Regions from separate parts of the Gossypium hirsutum genome. Here region 2 is linked to region 1. A link is a contact called in public Hi-C data. All regions are on one chromosome and are shown on one strand. The core of a region is the stretch at or near the end of the contact, and the rest is flanking DNA. Distances in the headings are between cores, read along the strand shown. Region 1 has its middle 25 kb from the start of LOC107899589. Region 2 holds the start of LOC107899592 (protein BREAST CANCER SUSCEPTIBILITY 2 homolog B).

The links. A called contact is a pair of places that touch in the nucleus more often than the background predicts.
Region 2: a Hi-C map of leaf shows a contact between it and region 1, with 1.7 times the contacts expected there. The contact joins the promoter of LOC107899592 here to the enhancer-like site in region 1. A contact is called at or near these places in 5 of 34 Hi-C or Micro-C datasets (leaf and petal).

What each region holds. Positions count from the first base shown.
Region 1 is chrD04:49,269,067-49,272,332 of Gossypium_hirsutum_v2.1, forward strand. No RefSeq gene overlaps it. Among protein-coding and RNA genes, the nearest start is that of LOC107899589, 25 kb to the left of the region's middle. Within about 2 kb of position 1,290, at least 1 of the 9 cell types and tissues checked has an H3K27ac peak or open chromatin away from gene starts, as enhancers often do. A contact at or near this core is called in leaf, where this site is marked.
Region 2 is chrD04:49,327,259-49,330,465 of Gossypium_hirsutum_v2.1, forward strand. It overlaps LOC107899592 (protein BREAST CANCER SUSCEPTIBILITY 2 homolog B), which reads right to left and starts at 1,294. Exons shown (of 20, transcript XM_016825348.2): 1 at 982-1,294; 2 at 754-909; 3 at 1-486. The coding sequence starts at 1,126.

The sequences.
Region 1 (3,266 bases), core at 40-2,539:
GTTCTCCACATACAATTCAGTTGAAGGTGGAGTTGTGCGCATGTGAAACAATTCATCTAGTATGGTAATCGGTATTGGTACTGTTAAAATTAGGATGTATGATGGGATGATTAGGACACTTATACCTGATTTACGAAAGAATCTCATCTCATTGAGTATTTTAGACTCGAAAGGTTGCAGAATCAATATTGAGCCAAACGACATTAAGGTGTCTCGTGAGGCTCTCGTTTTGTTAAAAGGTAAAAGGATCGACAGTCTTTATATTCTGGAAGGTTCTACAGTGACCAATGAAACCAAACATCCTTCGTTCTTAACAAAGTTGAACTCAACTCGTTTGGAGTAGAGACAACTTAGTCATAGGAGAGAAAAAATATGACCGTTTCGTTGAAGAGAGGTTCTCTTTTAGATGCAGGTTTTGAAAAGTTAGGGTACTGTGTTCATATAAATCAAACTTGGGTTAGTTTTGATTTGGCACTAAGCTTCTAAGCACAGATTCGACTACGTTAATTCCCTACATAGTTCAAGATAGGCCCGTGGCGGGCTTTGGCAAAGATGACGTTGTGGAAATACGAGTTAAGGTGGAGATTTGTTGAGTATGACTCATATTTCACTCAAATTTGAGAGATAATCTCCCAGTTAAACTCTATTTATTTGTTTCAGTCGAACTTTAATTAGTTTAGATTATTTTATTATTATTTGACCTACAAATTTAGCCTATAAATAGACTCTTTTACAATCTTAGAAAATACATCCATTAAAGATTAGAACTCATAACACTTTTGGAGAATTTTTGTGTTTACATTTTGAGGGTTCTTTGTTTTCGGGTTTCGGGGTTTAGTTTTTAGCTCTATTTTTTGTATTATTAGTTCTTTTGCCTTTATAGTAAAATTATATTTGCATGTGGTTTTTTATTCTCTTTGGAGGGTTTTTCCACGTTAATTTTGTGTGTTCAATTTCTCAATTTTTTTCAATATTTTTTTACTTGTTTGTTACTTAATGGGGTCGATCCCCAACATAAATAAAGATTGTAAGAGTATGAATTAGAATTTGGTACACTAACAATGTATTTTTTATGTGTTTTTTTATTTAAATATTTTACCATACCCTTATAAGATATTTGTCAATCCCCTGACATTTTTGGAGTCTAAAAACTCTAATGACAATGTACAAAATATTTTCCTGGGATATAAATTTGTGGGTTTTTTTTTTTGAAGATTTATTCCAAGAACAAACATAATTCATTTCTTTGGCCCAAAGCTATCACGGTACATATGGGTTCAAAGGCAGCAATACAAAACAACGATGGCCGAAGGCTTAGCATGGAACAACTAGGCCCAAAGGCTAAAAACTCGCACTATGCTTGGCAGATAAATTACTCTTCCTAAGAAGAAAATATTTGATTAGAAGTTCCTGGTTAGCTAGTATTTTGTATGACAAAGTTAACAAATAGAAACCCATTGATTTCTATCCTTCTACAGAAATTCATAAGCCAGTGGATGCTACAATGATCGCGAAAAATTTTAGAATGGGAAGTAACTTATCCAATTTGGAACTCTTCCCTTATCCCGTAAGCAACAGTGTGCCTCCATTTTTGGTAGTGGTTCTACCCACATTCAGCTTATCTCAATTCCAATAATGGAACAGGAGAAAGCTGTTTAACTTGAGGGAGGTTGGAGATTTGTCAGCACAACTAGCAGGCTCTGCTCAAAATTTTATTGGAATCATTTGCTTCCTCGACTTGCTCTGTCTGCTTATTTCTATCATATTTCGACCGATATTATTGAAAACCATGAATAGTTCGTTTAATGTTATACCAATTCAGGCTGATAGGTTGAAGAGAATCGACACATTTACATATAACAATTAGTAGAAAATTAAGCTCCAAGACATAGCTTTCAGCCTTCAATTATTGCAATGGCCAAGAATCGACGCACTATTAAAGTGACACACCAAAGACTGTCTTGCCTAATTTACCATCCTAAGAGAAAAGGGAATTAGCGGATCCCCATGCTTCCTTGAGTCACAAGTCAACCTCCAAAAACAATATGTAATCTTAAGTATTTTCTCTATTTTTATTATTTTCTTCTTCTAGCCGTTACTCTACTTTAGTCCTTATGGTTAATGTGTTTGGTTGAGTAAAAAAGTTGAAGGATGAGAGGAGTGAGTGAAAAAGTAGAAGAAAATAAATTTTAAGTGTGATTGATTGAGAAAAAAAATAAGAGGAAAGAAAATAAGAGGATACCATTTTCCATCTTAATGTATAAAAATTAATCTTTCCAAATTGGAAAGTGAGAAAATGAGAGATTTGTATGTTAGTTCCAAATTTAACAATTTTCAAATGTTTTATTTCTTTGGAAGTGGATGCAAAGAAAATTTTCTTTTCCTCCGACCAAACATGTACACTTGTGGAGAGAAAAAAAAATTGTTTTTCATCATTTGAATATTTTAGCCCTTCAATTTTCCATCTTTCCAATTTTCTAATACCTTGTGACTAGGGGTGAATAAAACTCAATTTGATTAGAAAAAATCGAAAAAGAATTCGAATTTCAAGTTATTCGAGTTCGAGTCGAGTTGAATTTTACTATTCAAATAATTCAAATAACAAATTAGTGTAAATACCTTTTTGGTTTCTATCAATTTTGAAAATAAACAAATTGATCTCTTTCTTAACAAAAATTAAAAATAATTTTCAAAAATTCAAAATGATTTTTAAAATTAAAAATATTTATAAAATTTACAAAATTCATATTTTTTAAGAAATTTTAAAAAAATCCAAAGAATATATAAATAAAGTTAAAAATTTAAAAATTTTCTAAAATATTAATTTTGAGACCTAAATAAATATTCTTATTTTTCATAGAGATTTCTCTGGTCAACAGTAGAATAAGATCCAGTTTGTATCATATATAAGGGATTCCTCTACTTGGACTGAAGAAGTAATGTCATTCTATCATTATCAAATTGACCGCAATCTTTTTCTGTTTGTGAAGATCCCACCAGAGCGCCTTCTACTTCTAATAGGTCATGAACTATATCGGAATCATTCTCAATAAACCCATAAGAAGTGATCCCATTTTTTTCATCGGGTCCAGACAAAGACCAAAGGTCTTGAGCAACAAATCCGATAGAATAACTTAAGTATCTTATTTCAAATTTATATTCTTTAACATAAAATACTTTCTTAATACAGGGAAGTTGACACTAAAATTGCGAATGACAATTTTGTGGAGACTCTACTTGCCTGATGATTAACATTAAACAACTAC
Region 2 (3,207 bases), core at 44-2,543, 58 kb after region 1:
CACCGAAGATATTTCCTAGCTCTGGGTCACCAAGAAGACTCCTTGCACGCTTCAATGCATCACTTGAAACTGACAATGATCTTCCACCTGCAGTATGAAACTTGATTGGAGGTGGCTTGGGAGCTGAATCAAACATTTTGGAATGCATTGGAGTTGAGTCATTTTCACTGCCTAGTTCACCTCCTACTAAACCATTCCTAGAGTTTAACATGTGCCTTGGTTCTGATGTAACATCCATAACCCCATAATTTTGCAAATCTTCTTTCTTCCCTGAATGAGAAAACCTTTGGCAGTCATAAGGTTCATTAGTTGCAGGTAACCTCCTTGGATGTTGAAAACCTTCAAAATTGTGATTCTCATTATCGTGTTCAAGTCCCAACAATGTCTTAGCTCTGACCAGACCAGCTGAAGATATGTTAACCATTTTCCCAGAGCCTGTTTGAAAAAGAGAGCTACCGCAGCCATTGTTCGCTGGAATCAGCTTGCCTGTGTGGCAGATAAGTTCAAAAAAAAAAAAAAAGAGCTTGGTCCAGCAATTTTACAATCATCTCAGTGAATATATTAAATGGTTCTAGTAACCAATGCTCCTTGGTTCCTAAAAATAGAAAAACCATTCCGAACATAAATTCAATTCCTACATTTTCCCCGTTTTAATTTCAGCTTCAAATTATCCAAATGACATAAGTTTCTTCTCTAAATTGCAGAATATAGTTATCAAACAAAAAAAATGAAAGTAAAAGAGAGAAGCTTTACTTGAAGTAACAGTAGAGGCAGCGTCGTCGTTGGCGAGGATAGATAATGCTTTTGCAATTGAAGATTCTTTCAACGCCACCGATTTCCCCAATCCGGTTCTGAACATCGGATATTTCTCGAATTCTCCATCTCCATTCTCAATAAGCTTCGAACATCCTGCGTTGGATCTAAGGAATTTGAGAGCACGATAATCAAATACAGACGCGAAATGATTGAGAGACTATTTACCTTGAAGCAGGAGATCGGCCATGGATGGGAGTGGAGGAACCGGAGCTCCGTTCGGGTCATCGGCAGGCTTAGTCGGTAGGATAGGAGGGGAAGCCTCCCAGCGAAAACTTGTTCCGGCATGAGAAAAAATCTGCCACGTAGACATTTTTGAGGATTTTGGCTAGGGTTTGTGTTTGATGTTTTCTTATGCTATATGCTTCATTGAGTTTCGAGTATTGTAACAAATTGAAATTTTTTTGATAAGGCGGGAAACGTAAAATATTACGGGGGAGATGAGATGATAAATTGGATTTGGAGGGTAGCATTTTCAGGTTCGTTGGGCTTAAGCTAAGCTGGATGCAATTTTGTTGGGTTTTTTTTATGATTTTTTTAAATAATTTTTCAAAATTAGATTGGTAGTTAAATCAATTAGGTTATCGGTTCAATCATTTCATCTGATTCGATTGAATAAATCATTAAAAGTACTAAAAAATAAACAAAGTCTAGATTTATTGTTTGAATCAATTAATCTAATGCCTTTTTTTAAACCGATATCTTGATTGATCTAGTCAAACAATCATGAGTTTTATTTCAGTTTTCGTTTTTTCATGCTAATTGTGGATTTGTTTTCATTTTCTTTATGTCAAAATTGGAATTTTTAACTTATTTTGAAGAACTCAAATTTTTTATATATAACTTTTAGATATTATTTGATAAAATTTAAAGTGTTTTTTCTTAAATTTTTAAAATATTTAAATTTTAAGTAAATAAAAAATAATTAATAATTTTTATGTAATAATTTTTAAAAATATAAAATTTTTTAAAATTATTTTTGTATTATAAAAATATTAATTATAAATTAATAAAAAATAAAACTCAATGTGATTCAAATAATTGTGATCTCTTGATTTATATTTTAACAATTATCTAAACACTTCGGATGGAATCAATTTTCAATTCCTTAATTTTATTGCTCAAACCTTTTTCTTTTTCTTTTTTTTAACAGTAAAACAATATCAATTACAAACTATAAGTAGAATTCGGATTGAAAAACCGAACACATCTATCAAAGCAAATCTGGTCATCAACCGAAGGAGAAGCCACATGAAAGATTCGATCGCCAAAAGGATAATCTTTCATCAAATTAGCCAAGATATTAGCAGCATAATTCACGTTTCTAGGTACTTGTTTTATGAGCACTCTCCACCTATACAATTCTTGGATACACAAAATCAAATCTCTATTTGAATGTCCTCTATGATATCCATGGATACCTTTGATAGCCAAGGCACGGACTATTTCAATAATAATGTTCATCCATTTAGCCTCCCAAACTAATTCGAGGCTGTCATAGATGGCCCAAAGTTCATCTCAAAGTACACTGCATCTTCCAATATTTCTTCCTAATTCCTCTCATTCCGTGCTACTACTGCCGAACAAGCAAGCCCCAAATTCGGATTACGGGCACTATCTGTGTTTAGTTTAAAGAAACCCATAGGCGGAGGAGCCCATATCTGATCCCTACTTCAATTCACCCTATTCCTCTTATAGGAGCCTGTCCCTGCTTGATGGACTTTGCCCACCCCTACGAAGAGTTGATCACACTAAATATGTTAAAATGGATATCTTGGAACACATATAAGTTCCGTTGTTTCCAAATCCTCCAACAAACAATGCCAAAAAGAGGGGACCAATCTACATCATGAAAATTAACATCAAAAGTATTTTTTTCAAGTTGGTAGATAACTATACCTCCAGCAAGGAAGAAAAAAACTGGTTTGAAATCCTCTTGGGGATTAACTGCTTCCACACTTCTTTAGCTTGGCTACAATCTTGCAACACGTGAAGACAAAATTCTTCAACACTTTGGCATAGCTTGAACGAAGGATCATCAGCGAAGCCTCTCCTACACCATTCCTTATTAGTAAGGAGACAATCCTTAAACACCACCCAGATAAACTTATGAATACGTTGCGGGACATTTGAAGCCAAGCTAGCTTCCATTTTGCTTCCAGCAGGTTTAACGAATTTTTTGTAAGCATATTATAGGCTTCTTTGATACTAAAATTTCCACTAGAAGTCCAGCTCAATATAATTCCATTAGGGCCTACAAGAGAATTCAAGGTCGGAATGTCACCTATAAAGGATAAAATATCTTTATTCAATAAGTATCACATATACTCCCAATTCCATTTACCTTCCATATTCACAACCTTGCAAAAAGTGATGTATTCATCAATCAAAGAA